Linked DNA regions of Mus musculus: regions 1, 3, 4 and 5 are each linked to region 2. A link is a contact called in public Hi-C, HiCAR-type and HiChIP or PLAC-seq data. All regions are on one chromosome and are shown on one strand. Each heading gives the region's core, a stretch centred on a gene start, on an enhancer-like site or on the middle of the called end of the contact. The rest is flanking DNA. Distances are from core to core; before and after follow the strand shown. Region 1 has its middle 9.4 kb from the start of Bhlhe41. Region 2 overlaps Itpr2 (inositol 1,4,5-triphosphate receptor 2). Region 3 overlaps Rassf8 (Ras association (RalGDS/AF-6) domain family (N-terminal) member 8). Region 4 overlaps Rassf8 (Ras association (RalGDS/AF-6) domain family (N-terminal) member 8). Region 5 overlaps Gm38475 (a long non-coding RNA gene).

The links. A called contact is a pair of places that touch in the nucleus more often than the background predicts. HiCAR-type assays count read pairs that join an accessible place to other places. HiChIP or PLAC-seq counts read pairs in DNA pulled down with a chosen protein or histone mark.
Region 1: a HiCAR-type map of astrocytes shows a contact between it and region 2, with 5 times the contacts expected there. The contact joins two enhancer-like sites. A contact is called at or near these places in 7 of 39 promoter capture datasets (the 3T3-L1 cell line, the C10 cell line, embryonic stem cells and 3 more), 7 of 484 Hi-C or Micro-C datasets (cerebral cortex, cortical glia, cortical neurons and 4 more), 16 of 115 datasets of contacts at active chromatin or transcription factors (SST interneurons, VIP interneurons, astrocytes and 13 more) and 4 of 9 other capture datasets (embryonic tail, embryonic trunk, liver and 1 more).
Region 3: a Hi-C map of bone marrow-derived macrophages shows a contact between it and region 2, with 15 read pairs. The contact joins two enhancer-like sites. A contact is called at or near these places in 1 of 484 Hi-C or Micro-C datasets (bone marrow-derived macrophages) and 1 of 115 datasets of contacts at active chromatin or transcription factors (astrocytes).
Region 4: an H3K4me3 HiChIP or PLAC-seq map of bone marrow-derived macrophages shows a contact between it and region 2, with 5 times the contacts expected there. The contact joins two enhancer-like sites. A contact is called at or near these places in 1 of 15 datasets of contacts at CTCF or cohesin (the NIH/3T3 cell line), 2 of 484 Hi-C or Micro-C datasets (the N1E-115 cell line and adipose-derived mesenchymal stem cells) and 1 of 115 datasets of contacts at active chromatin or transcription factors (bone marrow-derived macrophages).
Region 5: a Hi-C map of the N1E-115 cell line shows a contact between it and region 2, with 6 times the contacts expected there. The contact joins two enhancer-like sites.

Annotation. Positions count from the first base shown.
Region 1 is chr6:145,854,710-145,857,409 of GRCm38.p6, forward strand. No RefSeq gene overlaps it. Among named protein-coding and RNA genes, the nearest start is that of Bhlhe41, 9.4 kb to the right of the region's middle. RefSeq lists an enhancer at 337-2,337. Within about 2 kb of position 1,287, at least 277 of the 459 cell types and tissues checked have an H3K27ac peak or open chromatin away from gene starts, as enhancers often do. A contact at or near this core is called in astrocytes, bone marrow-derived macrophages, cerebral cortex and 7 more, where this site is marked.
Region 2 is chr6:146,408,937-146,411,636 of GRCm38.p6, forward strand. All of the region lies in intron 9 of Itpr2 (inositol 1,4,5-triphosphate receptor 2), which reads right to left. Among named protein-coding and RNA genes, the nearest start is that of Itpr2, 92 kb to the right of the region's middle. Within about 2 kb of position 1,360, at least 171 of the 459 cell types and tissues checked have an H3K27ac peak or open chromatin away from gene starts, as enhancers often do. A contact at or near this core is called in the N1E-115 cell line, the NIH/3T3 cell line, astrocytes and 9 more, where this site is marked.
Region 3 is chr6:145,792,159-145,795,001 of GRCm38.p6, forward strand. The region is part of intron 1 of Rassf8 (Ras association (RalGDS/AF-6) domain family (N-terminal) member 8); the gene reads left to right. Among named protein-coding and RNA genes, the nearest start is that of Gm15704, 45 kb to the left of the region's middle. Within about 2 kb of position 1,308, at least 58 of the 459 cell types and tissues checked have an H3K27ac peak or open chromatin away from gene starts, as enhancers often do. A contact at or near this core is called in astrocytes and bone marrow-derived macrophages, where this site is marked.
Region 4 is chr6:145,766,382-145,769,168 of GRCm38.p6, forward strand. All of the region lies in intron 1 of Rassf8 (Ras association (RalGDS/AF-6) domain family (N-terminal) member 8), which reads left to right. Among named protein-coding and RNA genes, the nearest start is that of Gm15704, 19 kb to the left of the region's middle. Within about 2 kb of position 1,395, at least 132 of the 459 cell types and tissues checked have an H3K27ac peak or open chromatin away from gene starts, as enhancers often do. A contact at or near this core is called in the N1E-115 cell line, the NIH/3T3 cell line and bone marrow-derived macrophages, where this site is marked.
Region 5 is chr6:145,590,908-145,593,607 of GRCm38.p6, forward strand. All of the region lies in intron 1 of Gm38475 (a long non-coding RNA gene), which reads right to left. Among named protein-coding and RNA genes, the nearest start is that of Gm38475, 22 kb to the right of the region's middle. Within about 2 kb of position 1,269, at least 29 of the 459 cell types and tissues checked have an H3K27ac peak or open chromatin away from gene starts, as enhancers often do. A contact at or near this core is called in the N1E-115 cell line, where this site is marked.

The DNA.
Region 1 (2,700 bases), core at 37-2,536, 550 kb before region 2:
GCAGAGTGGCATTTGAATAAAAACAGAAGGCAGGGAAGATGTTAAATGTATGTGCTTTGGTGAGAGAGGGCAGAGGTGTGTGTGGCAGGCCAAAGAACTGGCAAGTGGAGACTCTGTGGGCAGGAGATGTCCTCAGGCACAGGCAGGACAGAGGGGAGACAAGGCAGCCAGGGCCAGAGCATGGATGGAGTAGCTAGACAGACTGCACCATCGGCTTGTCGTCTTCATAAGAGTCAGGTTAAAAAAAAATCGCAGGCAGACAGAGGGCATGGCTACTAACTGGCAAAAATAGCAATTGATTGGCAAAGCCAGGAAACCTGAGGGACTCAGCTGTCAACACCAGGAGGGATCAGGTTTGTATGGGTCAGGACTGTGTCTGACACCGGAATTAAACATGTTCGCTGACTCAAGGTTAGAAAGCCTCTGTGGTTTTACTACTTCATGTTAACCATTTTAGGCCAGCAGCTTAAGAGGGGTGGGGGGTTTTCAAATTCAACTACAGAAAATCATGCATATAGATCATTAAAAGCAAACTCCAAGCCCCCTGCTTTGTTAATGTCTGTCTCTAGGGTGGCAATCTTGTGTCCTTCAGACTACAGCAGTACCTGACTTGTCCAGATAGCACTATTACCTGAGATCATTTCCCATCACATGACTGAATCCTAATTTGCAAGGGGGTGATGATGTTAAAATAGCTTTGCAGCATCCTGGGGAGGGTTATATAAAATGCATTAACCCTCCCCCCAACACCTCCAATTCATTCATTTTGGAGCATTTATAAATGTGTTGCAGGAAATGTTATACAACCAAAGAATATGGTCACTTCAAAAGGCCAAAGTCTGAGAGCAGACAATTTTTCTTGGAGGGATTGTTAAATAACTCTATAATTTAAACAAAACAAAATAACCCCTCCTTTAGCCCGAGTTTATTTACCCATCAGTCAAAATGCACTAATTATACCCCCCAACTCCCTCATTAGGAGGAATCTGCCTTACTAATCTGCACGTGAGGCCCGGTTCAAGGGATGCCCAGGCTGCAGGATTTACTCCAGGTTCCGCCAGCCAGGAAGGCTGAAAAACTGCAGCGTCATCAGCTGCAGAAGCCTGAGTCTCAAAGGCCCGCGCAAGCGCACTGGGCCCCGCCCCGCCCCCATCTCACGTGCGGCTCAGCGTGCGCAGTGACACGTGTGAAAGCACGCGACCTTTCAAGGCCCACAGAGCCCGCTGTACTGTGAATCCGGGGTGGGGGACTGGGGGGGGGGGGATGACATCATCTCCAGCCTTGTCGCTAGGCAACCTGAGAAGGCGTCTCCCTGCCCAGACAAGCTCCTTGCTGCTCCAAAGGCTGAGACCATTGTGCTCTTTCTGACCAGCTTTCCAATGAATGAGCAAACCCAGCGCTCAGCAGTGTGGTATTACACTCAGTGTGTCTGCAGAGAACCTACGGGTGTGAGCTCATACAATTAGGTGTCTCTGTCAGGTCACGTGAAGTTTACACAGCTGCTTTATAGTATTGCTCCAGATGGTTCAGGCATGAAAATGGAGCCCTGCCCCTCACCTCCACCTCCACCTCCACCTCCACCCCCTAGTTATCCTATTGTATCTGGAGTCTGGGTAACGCCTTGGTTTCGGAGGGTTTCTGATGCACAGAGCAACTCAGGCCTCTGAGAGGGGGGTTCAGGCAGAGCTACTACTGTTGGGCCCTGTGAGGCACTGGGTAGCCACACGGGGAGGTAGATTTTTACCACGGGACTGCATGAGGACCACGTCTGTTCCTAAGGAAATCGGCCTGGAATGGAAAGGGCCTGGAAATCAAACCCCAGCTAAAGTTCACCCAAAATACCCTATATAAAAACTGCAGGGGGCTGGTAAGTGACCAGTGCTTGCCTAGGGTAACTCAGGCTCAGAGCTCAATCCTCATCACCTCAAAGACAGACAGACAGACAGACATATTATGCTGATGGGATGTATGTAACAGGAGTAGGCATGTTTAACATTTTAGCCAAGTAGTTCAGCAGTTTTAGTCTTATGGGAGTTTGAATCCAGCCTACATTAGAATAACAAGATAACAAACATCAAAAAAACAAGCAGCCACACAACGGTATACAAATGGTATATGTGCTCTTAACTCGGGGTTCAGTTCCCAACCCTCAGGCTGGGTGGCTCACAACCACCCATAACTCCAGCTCCAGGGGATCCAGTGCCCTTTTCTGGCCCTCTGGGGGCACTGCGTACACGCGCGCATACACACACACACACACACACACACACACACACAGCGAGAAAACAAAAAGTCAAGTCTTTCTTATCTTTCCCACGGGCTCAAATCCTTTCCCCAGTTCTAAATTGTTTAGTTCCGGATCCCTTTAGTCAGAAAGCTCTTTAGCAGAGTGAGGGCCGCAGGGGCAGAGGGGGACAAACAGGAGCCAGATCATGTGTAAATTCGAAAACCCTCAGGCGCACATTTCTGGGTGCCTCCAAAGTGAGGGGGCAAGAGAATGGAGGACTGTTAAGGACTTCAGAACTGATTTCTTAAGAGTTCCATCTCATGGGTTGGTTTTTTTTTTTTTTTTTTTTTTTTTTTTGAAAAAGTAGTCCTTAGAATGCCTGTCTTCTCTTCTGTCACTGAGTGAGAACTGGTCACCTTCACAGAAGAGACAGAAGTCACCATGGGGTATGCTTGTTTGTGCTGTGTCTGCTT
Region 2 (2,700 bases), core at 110-2,609:
GGGCTCAAACCATCTGTAATGGGATCTGATGACCTCTTCTGGTGTGTCTGAAAACAGTGACATACATACAGTACAGTATACTCATATGCATAAAATTAAAAAAAATAATTATTCCTGGTGTTCAAGGAAACCATTAAAGGGCAGGTTGAATTTTAATCAGGAGATAAGGGAGAGAGATCACCACAAGTAAGAGAAGTAGGACTAATTTGAGTTTGCAGAACCTCTTGTGTGATGTTTCTTTAAAAATGCTTTTGAGAGTTCATTCATTTAACTTCACAATTCCCCTTCTGAGAAATGTTCTTAATCCTTAATTCTTCACAGATGAGATGTGGGCTACTGACGGGAATGTCACACAGAGCCATGTGTGACAGGTCTGAGGAATGCAAGCCACACCCCAAGAGACTGCAACATCTCCTCTCCTGCCTCCAGCAAACAGAAAGGTGTGAGCCAAAACAGAACGACTCCACAGATAGGCTCTTATGCTGAAGGAAAGATTTCCCGGGACCTCAGAGGCTTTTAAGCTAAAGGGAAGATCATGCCGCACGAAAGAGGCTGTTAAATGAATGATGTTTACATCAGTCTTATATGTTTACAGTCATCAGCATCTAAGTGTAGAAACTGCCATGGAAAGATATGCTTATCTTGATTCCCAAGTTGTGATGCCTATAACCGGGGAGGAGAGGTGTCACTGTGGGGAAATGACCCGAGTTCTAAGAATATTTCATGCATTTATAAGACCGTGAGATAGCCAAGATCAAATTCAGGGTCCACAAGGTGGAGAGAGTGGATGAGAGAATGTAGTGGTTACTGGCAATATCGACAGGTAGCCTTCATCAAAACACACAATTAAAGTGCAGTGTGCAGAAGAGAAAGTCAGGTCGCCACAAGAGTCTCGCTAACTGTACCGAGTCAGATGCAGGATGCCAGCAGTCTTACACTCACACAACAGAAGGAAACAGACTGAAATCACAGAAGCCCATGATTCACGCTCATAGTCTTGCTTTCTAGTCCTTTGGGGGTGGGGGTGAAGGTGGGGGCACAAGTGGGTTCCTGAATGCAGGTGCAGTACTTGTAGAGACCAGAAGAGGGCACCAGACCCTTTGGCAACCTGAGCGAGGAGCGCCAACCACACTGCAGGTCCCAGGGATAGCCGTCATCTGCTTAAGCAATCTCCCAGCTGAGCCATTTCCCTAGCTAGCTGCTGTTGTTTTGCTTTTGGGGTTTTGTTTTAGTTGGTGTTTGTTTCTTTTCTTTTTATTTATTTTTTTTCTAGAAAGTGTCTTCTATGTGGGCCTCAGACTCAACTTTACAGCTGCTGCTGCTGCAGACAATCCTGGCCTCCTGCCTCCTCACTCTCAGAGCATGGGACGCCAAGACTGTCCTCTTCCAGCACTTTAGTGGTTTTTTTTATTAACTGTTCCTAGGAGTATTGGAGTTAGGAAGTAGGGGTTTAGTGCCATCTAGTGGACGCTTGACCTAGTTACAAACAAATAAGCGAGCCCATTTTCTTCACTGGGGTGTGTGTGTGTGTGTGTGTGTGTGTGTGTGTGTGGTGTACATCACTCACTTCTTTTTTTAATTGACACTGTATTTCACTGGCTTAGAGCCCTCCTGATGGGCTAGGCTGGCTGGCCACAGAGCCTGTCTCCATTTACCCAATGGTAGGATTACAAGCACAGGCCCCCACGCCTGGCCCTTCTCAGGTAAGTCCCGAATGGCAAGAACCCCGTGCTTTCAAGGCAAGCAGCTTATTCACTGAGCTCTCCCCAACTCCCAAGTAAGCTACTCTAGAAGGAAATATGACAGCCAGGTGTGGCGGCACGCACTTGGAAGGTGAGGCAGGAGTATCAGGAGTTCAAAGCCAGTCTCTGAAAAATAGCAAGTTCGAGTCCAAACAAAATGAGACCCTGGCTTGCCAAGCCAAAGGCCATGTGAAATCTTTAACAAAATTATTTTACATTCTTTGCTTTGTCTTGCTTTGGAAAGAAATACCAAGTTGTTGCTTTAGTGACTGAGCTCCACAGTGTGGAAATGTCTGAAGCAGTGAATGGGGAGCAGAGATGCCCGAGTGTTGCCCTTCCCACGGGGCAGGATTGGTTCCAAGGCTGTGTTAGCCGTTCCTCAGATGACGTTGTTTTCTCTCCCACAGGCACGGTCCCGAACTTAAGGTCTCTAAGTCACAGCGTCTGCACAGTTGTACAGTCCGCATCTGCCACCTTCACCTTGACTGACTAACTCATGTGTCCCAAGGAAGTGACATTACAGAGAGACAGGTGACAAGTCTGCAATCACATAAAGTCCAAATGTCTGAATTACCCGTCCTGTAATTAAATGCTTATTTCTACATTTCAACCCTGGTTTTCTGGCCCTCTATGTTTCTGGAAAGTTAATCTGCATCTTCTAACACTGTGTGGCGAGTCTCCTCATGCTGAGGAAGGGCATCTTTTAACCTCGGCTACTCATGGTCTTGCAGAATAAAACCCACGTGTATCCTCCAGTGCTGTCCTAAGCGTTGATGCTTTCTACATTCACCATAATGTAGAGCCTGGTCTTCAGTGGCTTACAACTGTGCATGCTCGGTGTACAATCGCTTGCTGAAGCCCCACTGCGCATGCTCGGTGTACAAGCGCTTGCAGAAGCCCCACTGCGCATGCTCGGTGCACAATCGCTTGCTGAAGCCCCACAGGAAGTGCTCTGCTT
Region 3 (2,843 bases), core at 58-2,557, 620 kb before region 2:
AGGCTGGGGAGGACCAGACAGATGGGAGAAGGCATAGGAGGAGGGATGAGCAGTCAGGACAGGAGAGCACAGAGGAGAGGCCAGAACATTGATGCTGTGGGGTCATCCCAAGAGGAAGATACTTCAGGAAACGTGAGGGAAGGGCACACAGGAGGCACAGCCTGCAGCACACAGTTCTTGGTGACACTGTCAGCTGTGTTATCTGAGGAGAGATGGAGATAAATTATGAGGCAGAACTGTCAATGGGAATTGTGTGTTTAAAGTGTTCGTGCTGCACTCTGCTCCATTCCCCAAGTCAGCAATGATTTTATTTCCTCAAAGCCTCTCCTACTTTCTGGATGTTTTCAGTGAACATACTTTACTTTTGCAGTAGAGGAAGTTGTTTTAGGAATCCAAGGTTACACTGATGTGCAATACCCTTGTCAATGTCCCGGATACAATACTCCAAACAGGGCTTCATGAAGAAACGGCTCGCTCTCTATCACACTCCTTCTTTATGTTTTTGTGGTGAAACAAGGAACTGTTGTCAGGGTTAAACCCCTTGCTAACCAAGGCGTCTTTCCTGAATTGTTCCTTGTCATCGAGAAGCACTGTAGATCGTCCTTGAGCTTCCTGCTTGCAGCCAGATCTAGGCCTCCCCTGAAACAGTGCAGTAGACTTGTCTCACCCTTCGTAAGATGGGTGGGATATTTGGCTGAAGGCGCAGTGATAGACTAAGCTGGCTTTTGTTTTGCTTTGGTTTGGTTTTGAGATGGGGTTTAGCTATTCAACTCAGGCTGCTTTCAGAAATGTGAATTGTCTCAGCTTACATCCCACACTCCTGTGCTCTGAATCACACCACCAGTGCCCACCAGTGCCCACCAGTGCCCACCAGTGCCCACCAGTGCAGGCTCTTCCTTCTATTTGGTTTCATATATGTGGAGCCCTGAAGCAGCCCTGGCTACTTTACACTTCTATGAAGCAATATTAAACATCACTGCAGTCTTTAGCTGAGGAATGCCTGGGAGTGGCCATATTTATACAGTAAGAACTCTGGATAGCCCTTCCAACTCTGCCTTACATCTTACTAGCTTGGCAGCTATTCCACAGATCTCTATTGCCAGGAAAGTATTCCACAGCCTCTCCTCTGCCCTCAGTGATGGACTTAAGTCTGTTAGTCTCTGGTGCTGGTTCCTGTCTTCTGCTCTCTGCTGCCTGCGGTAAGGGGTGGGGAGATCTACCCTCACATCTTTCATTCCTCTAACCAGCGGCTGGGAGAGCCTTGCCAGTGTTGTCTTGCATCTTTCTAATAGGGAAGAGTGACCTCTGGTGGCTAAAACCATAAGCCCCAAAGTAACAAAAAAGCTCAGGTCACCTCTGCTTAATGTCCCCTCACTTCAGACTGTGTCAGGCACACATTCCACATCCGTGAATGTCTCTGGCTACATGTTTACCGGCTGTATCTCTTGTTACTACCACACATGCCCTGCATGCATAGTCAGCCTTAACTCCAGACCCCAGGTAGTATTCAGCTGGCACTCCTGTTTAGTGATAAATCCTTAAACCTCAATAACTTAACATGTTTGTTGGTTTGTTTGTTTTACCTGTTGACTAGAGAGCTACACTGTCTGATTCATACTCTAGCTGCAGCCTGTCTGCCCCAGCTGTCTGGCAGGTACCGGGCGGCATCCTCAGCTTGGTTGGTGTGCCATTAATGCAGCCTGGTTGTCTGGCAGTTGTGGGCTCACATCAGTCTTTCAATGTCTAATTTCTTGTGGCTCACTTTTTAAATGAGCGGTGTTAGTAACTTACAAGGAGGCCCAGACTGCTGAAAACAGAGATGAAAATAAATTCAAGTAGCAACAAAGTAAAGGGCAGCATTGCCTGTGGGTTACAGATTATCCTATAGAATGTGTGAATGGCTCATCCTTTTGTGAGAATGAAGGTCAGTGGTATGGGTGGTTTATACTTAATGTTAAAATCATTCTTAGTTTTTCCCTGTGATTAAAAGATTGTCTTATTCAAAAGATGAGAAAAACATCTTTGATTAAAAGCCATGGGGTCTAAGACATTTCTGTGGAAATATATATCCACATTGTTTCCATTTCACAGTCCTAGAGGGGGACTCAGGGCCCACATGCTTACACTTTATTTCTGTTTTAAGAAAGCTCTAGCAGGGTTCAGGAACTGGCTTTTAAAATTTACCTGTCTAGGTAAGATACAGCATTGGGTGTTTTTCACACACAGATTGTCTGTGCAGACTGCAACTCTCATGGAACAGTACTGACCCCATCGCAAAATTCCAGGCTGTCATTGAGAAACAGAAACTCCCATGGTAGCTGCTTGCAATAGAAAAGCATCATTTGAGTGAGAAATATTTCTTTTAAAAGCTAGTGGTGATTCTGAATTTGAATTTTCTCTAAAATTCAGTTCCAGTAGGTAAGTAGCTCTGGAGTTGAGCCTGGAACAAAACCTCAAGAATGCATTTCCTCCTCATGAAGCATGGGTGGTTATCAGGATCAGCTGTGTATTATAAAATACAACCCATAATACCACAAAAAGGTGGTCATCCCAGATGCCAGGACATACTTACTATGTTACTGGACCATTAGCCACTCCTCTGATACCTAAGACATAGTAACTTCCTAAGTGTGTTTTCAGTATTTTAATAGTGTTTTGTAGAAATACAGTATTTCAGTGCCCTTTTGTAACCTAAAGAGAGAGACTGCAGTTTCCAGTGCCGCCAGAAGGGGCGCCAGTCTTCTGCTACTGGAGTTAGAGGCAGTGTGAGACACAGCGCATGGGTGCTGGGAACCAAAGGATTCTCTGAAGAGCAGCAAGTACCCTTAACCATGGAGCCATGT
Region 4 (2,787 bases), core at 145-2,644, 640 kb before region 2:
TTATTATTGTTTCATACACACACACACACACACACCTGCTGAGTCCCTTTAGTGTGCATTGTTTATGTATATGTGTTTGTTTTGGGTTGAAGTTGGGTATCTGTCAGGGGCTGGTCCCCAGAGAAGACTGATTCCCCCCCTCTTAGCAGCCAGTGATTGCCTGCAGCTCTTCATCTAGTATTGGGGCTTGTGACATTTCCCTTGTCCACATTGGTATGCCAACTGGTTGTTTTCATTGTTCAGTTATATAGACCGTGTGTGTGTGTGTGTGTGTGTGTGTGTATGTGTCGGGGGAGGATCACAGCAGGTGTCTTGGTCTGGCTCTTTAAGATTTTAAATCTTCTCACACTGTAGAAATCTTTCCTCTTCTATGATGTTTACTGAGCCCCAAGTATGGAGTTGAGTTATAGGTGTACCATCTCAGGTATGGATTGTGTTGTAAGTGTACCATCCCAGGTGTGGGTTGTGTTGTAGGTGTACTGTCCCAGCCAGGGTCCCCATAGTCACTTGCTCTCTACATTTTAACCAGTTGTAGATCTCTAAAGTAGTCCACATCTCTTACAAAAAGAAGCTCCTTTGCCGAGGGGTGAGCACTATGCTTATTTGTAGCAGTGAGGATAATTCTTTCCATGGTTGGCAGGAAGACATTGACTTGCCTACTGGTGTGTGAGGTGGTGTTTGGCCACTACAGAGAGTTGGTGGAGCCTGAGCATGGGATGCTAACGTGGAGTAGAACTGGAGGCAAGGAAGCTTCTGGTTGGCTGATGCATCCTCTTTGGTGGCTCCCGGAAAGGAAGTGGGAAAGAGCTTAGACAGTGTCCTATTGTGAAAGACTCATGGGAGACGCACTGCGCCCTACGTTTCCTGGGGTCCTCCTCTTTGCTTTCTTATTTCTTACAGTCACACAGTTGCCAGGCCTTCATTTGTCTTGGAGAAGTGTTATCAGTGCAGTTGTTACAGAAAGACTGAGACGCAGTGGCATGGTGGGATTTGATCTTTCTGTTTGTGTCTGGGAAGTGGATGGCTGAGGAGAGCAGTGGGCGGGGAAGGTAGGACAGTTCGGGTGATCACAGGGGAGATGGCTGACTCTTCCAGGAACTGGAAGAAAGATGCCCAGGGCTATGTGTTAAAGCACATTCCCATGGCACCTGCTCCATCCCAGACAGCCTGGACTTGGTCAGAATTTCACAATGGAGCCCTGCTAATCTGAGCATGTGTTTAAGGAGATAGATCTCTTTGGATTTTAAATGCCTGGCTCTGGTAATGAGCTGGTTGTAAACAAAAAAAAAAAAAAAAGATGATGTAAGTTTTAGAAATTCTCCAACGGCTCACTTCCCACTTGGGCAAGTTTTCTTGAAAACAATACTAAAAACAGAGGAAGCTTCAAAAAGGAGGAGGTGTGTGGGAAGAGTTTGCTTTGGGTAAGAAAACTGTTTTCCATGGACAGTGGATCCAGGGAGCTTCAGAGCCTGTGCGGCCAAGTTAGGGTGGGTGTTAGTTTATGTCGTCAGTTGCTTCCCGCGTGATAGTCTCTTCCCATGTGGTTCTAATTCCAGTTTTCTTTGACCTTCCTTGGCATTTTGAACCTATCAAGTCACTTCATCTCCTGGAGGGGAGTGTCAGTGGGGCTTGTGGAAGAAAGGCTTCCTCTGATGTCTGGCACCACACAGGACACAGGAATCCCATGATGCTTTAGAGCCTGCTATTCTTCTTTAACAATTGGACACAGGCAGTACTGTACCTTAGTGTTGCAATGATAACAGTGTTTAAAAAATAACCAGGGGCAGGTGAGATGGCCCAGTAAGCAAAGATGCTTGCCACAAAGCCTGGAGACCCAAGTTCAATCCCCGGGACTCATATTTTAGATGGAGAGAACCAACTGCTGTCAGTCAGTTGTCTTGTGACTTACACTCACCCTCCAAGGCATATGTAAACACACACACTTGAGTGCACTCACACGCAAGCACGCATGTGCACACACACACACACACACACAGTAAATATTCGAAACTAATACCTTTTTAAAAACCAGGAAATCAATGACATTTGTGAAACAACTATGAAGTTCTAGTCAGTCCCTGACTTCTGGAAAGGGTGGCCTTGCGGCTGGAGCTAGCCATAGACAGGCGCCTGAGGCTCACGTTTTCTTCTGTCATTGGGACATACATATTTTTTCCAATCTTGTATTGTACCTGGGCGCTACAATTTCTTATTGTACTACTTCTTATTTACTATTTCATGTAATTTTGTGACTAAGACTTTTAAGAGTTGAGTTTTGTTGAGAGATGAGGGGTGGGAGTGTCTTTTATTCATAAAAAAGATAGTTTGTGTATGAGTCTGTTATGAGAATGGTAATATGGCGGACAGTAACTGGCCTGGCCCTAAACGTCCTATAAATAGATGCAGAGACATCTGTGAAGGGCACAGTGTGAGTGTGGCAGACACGGACTGCGTCAGCTCTCGTCCTGTAGCCAAGGCTTCTCTGACTCCCTCGCGCCTCACATTCTCCAAGCATTAGGCAATGGAGTGCTCGGTGCTGCCAGGCGTTCCCTTCTCAAGGAGCCAGGGGCTCATTCGTTCTCCCAAGGAGAAGTGTGGCAGGGTTTTGTTTTTATTCTCTAAAACTAACTCTCCAGGTCTCCTTCAGCATTTTTAGCCCTCACTTTAGGCAGTTTTCCAAATGCCAAACTGGTAACTAACTGTACAGGCAATTCCTGTGCTGTTGCAGGGAGCTCTGGGCAGCAGGGAAGGAGGGTGAGAAGAGCACTCTGGGCCATTAAGTGGTCT
Region 5 (2,700 bases), core at 19-2,518, 820 kb before region 2:
GTTCAAAGCCAGCCTCAGCTACGTAGCAAATTGGAGGCCTACCTGGGCAGAAAGAGACTCTGTCTCAAACAAACAAACCAATGAAGAGGAAGGTGGCAGCCTAAATTGTGAGGCTGAGCTGGGAACCAGCTCCTTGGCAGGCAGGCAGGAAGACCCATCTGTGTTTCAGAAAAACAAGCATTTTATATGCAAAATGCAAGCAATAAATCACATAGACTGAGGGAAGGACACCATTTGGCACACACTCCATCCCAGACCTAACACGGAGTCTCCATAACTCAGTTCTAATACAACACCCTGCGAGGACCCCTGTAAGAGCCACCTCTGAGATAGGCACAGCAAGGAGGAGGAAGAGCCCTGGAGACCTTCCATCCTGAGAGAAAACCAGACTGACAGGAGGAAGGAGAGAGCTACCTTTTGTTGTTTAAGGTTCCAGGGAAATGACTGATTACAAGACATCTCAGTCTGTTGGACTAGGGTGGACACTGGGTCCGCTTTGAAGCACAACTGGCCCCATCCTGAGAGCTCTTTCACCTCTGCAGGCTGTTGGTCAGGGTCACGGTGTAGGTTAGGGGATGTTTTGTTTTTCTAGATGAGGAATGAAGCTGTAGTGCCCACCTCCCCAGAAAATTAGGAAAAACATAAATGAAAAAGCCAACGGAATATGGAAACGTCCCAGCATGCCTTTCTCTGAAGTTAATCTTCTAGCTTTACAGACCAAATCAATTCTACCCCTGTTGATCTGGGAGACTGCTCCAGTAGATCAAAGGACCTAATCCCCTTTTTTCCCTAGGAAAACACATTGTTTCAATCTGTTCTTCTCTCTGGCTTTGGTTGTAAGACTTCCCCTAACTGGCAACAGTAGTTGTATTTGTGTGAGTGACCCAACCAGATTACATGTTTGCTTTGTGGGTTTCAACATGATATGCAGATAATGACTGCTGTGCACTAACCCTTAAAATGGTCTATTTCTTAGAAGAGGTTGGCTAAAATTCATAAAACATATACCTAACATCATGTAATTTCTCAGGCATTTAACCCTACAGTTATGTATGAAGAATTGTTTTGCCAGGAAAAAGTTAGCCTTACATTCTCTAAATGACCCTCATGCCTTTGCGGTAGTGTCCCCTAGATTAGTGTTTCCTGGAAAGAAAAGAGATGGGTCGATCTCTTCAGGAATGCTTTCCTCCCAGTCATTAGGATTGATAGAATTGAAAGATGGAATTCGGTAGGGAACTGTGTGGCAGAGTTCCCTATCTCTGGGAGAGGCTCACTAAGCCCAAACTGTGGGCGCGGTCTGCCCTCTGTCCCTCATGCACTGCCAGCCAGCTGGGGCCACTCCAGGAGTGAGTGGTCTGTCAGCCCCAGGTTTGCTGAGAAAGCTCAGGACTGAGGTATGGGCCCCCAGGGAGGAGCATCACTGGACTCTACAAGGCGTAACTTCTTACTTCCCATTTTACGGCTGTATTTGCTGCTGGCAAGCTGATTAGAAAACCCTCCTCCACAAGCAGTCCTTACCAACACTGCAGGCCACTGGTCTCCTGGAATTGTCCTAGCTAGACTCTCTCTAGACAGACACTCTATCTAGAATCTCTCTAATGGCTTCTTAACAATTCTAGGACCTGGTCTTAGCAGTCCTCGCTGTAACACACACTGCTCTGCAAGTGCCAAAGGCCTGTGCGCTCCCTAAGGAGACTACGTCTGCCGGTGTCTGTGATCCCAGGTTTTATTTCCACTGTCAGTCAGCCCACATTTACTGAACTGTAGGCTCCCGCCTGCTGAGGGCCAGCCCCTTCCCCTCCCGTACGCTTTTCAAAAATGACTCCGCAGATCTGTTTGTAAAAGAGTTTCTAAACTAGCAGACACATGATGCTCCTCACAGCAAGACCTGCATTAAAGGCAGTGGGCTGAGTCTTTCCCTAGATGCTTTCTGTTGCAGTGACAAACACCATATCCAAAAGCAAGATGGGGAAGAAATTTCAGCTCACAAATTACAGCCCATTATGGAGGGAAGCCAAGGCAGGAGCTTGGAGCAGAAGCCATGGATAAACACTTCTTATTGACTTGCTCCATCTGGCTCCTGCTCAGCCTACTTTCTTTTTTTTTTTTTTTTTTTTTTTTTTTTTTTTTTTTTTTTTTTTACAGAAAATCATTATTTAATGATAGGATAGCTGTGGTTGCACAAATGTATAATCTCAGAGTTTAAATAAAAATAAAGCAGGAAAACCAGGAATTCATGGTTAACCTTGGCTAGAGGAAAGGAGAAACTGTCTCAAAACATAACAAGAATAGCAACAAACAAAAACAATAGCAAACAAAACACACTTCACATAAAATAGATCATTGAACTTTTAGAGTTGGTCATTTAGTAGCAGTGGACCTATTTTTTTTCCAAAGAAGACATTCTTGCCCACTTGTCAATGAGACCTTTTGAATATATTCTTTCTTTATGTTTCCTTATCAGTTCCTTATTTTTAACGTTTTATTTGCTCACATGCTGCATATCTGTTGGTTTATATATGCTGGAGCCTATTCAGAATGAGGGATTCCAAACCTGACAAGAGAAATATTAGCAGCACAAGGGCCACACAGCTGTGATTCTCACCCATTCAGCCTACTTTCTTATACAACCCAGGACCATCTACTTGGGGAAGACACTGCCCACAGTGGTCTGGGCCTTCCCATATCCATCAACAACCA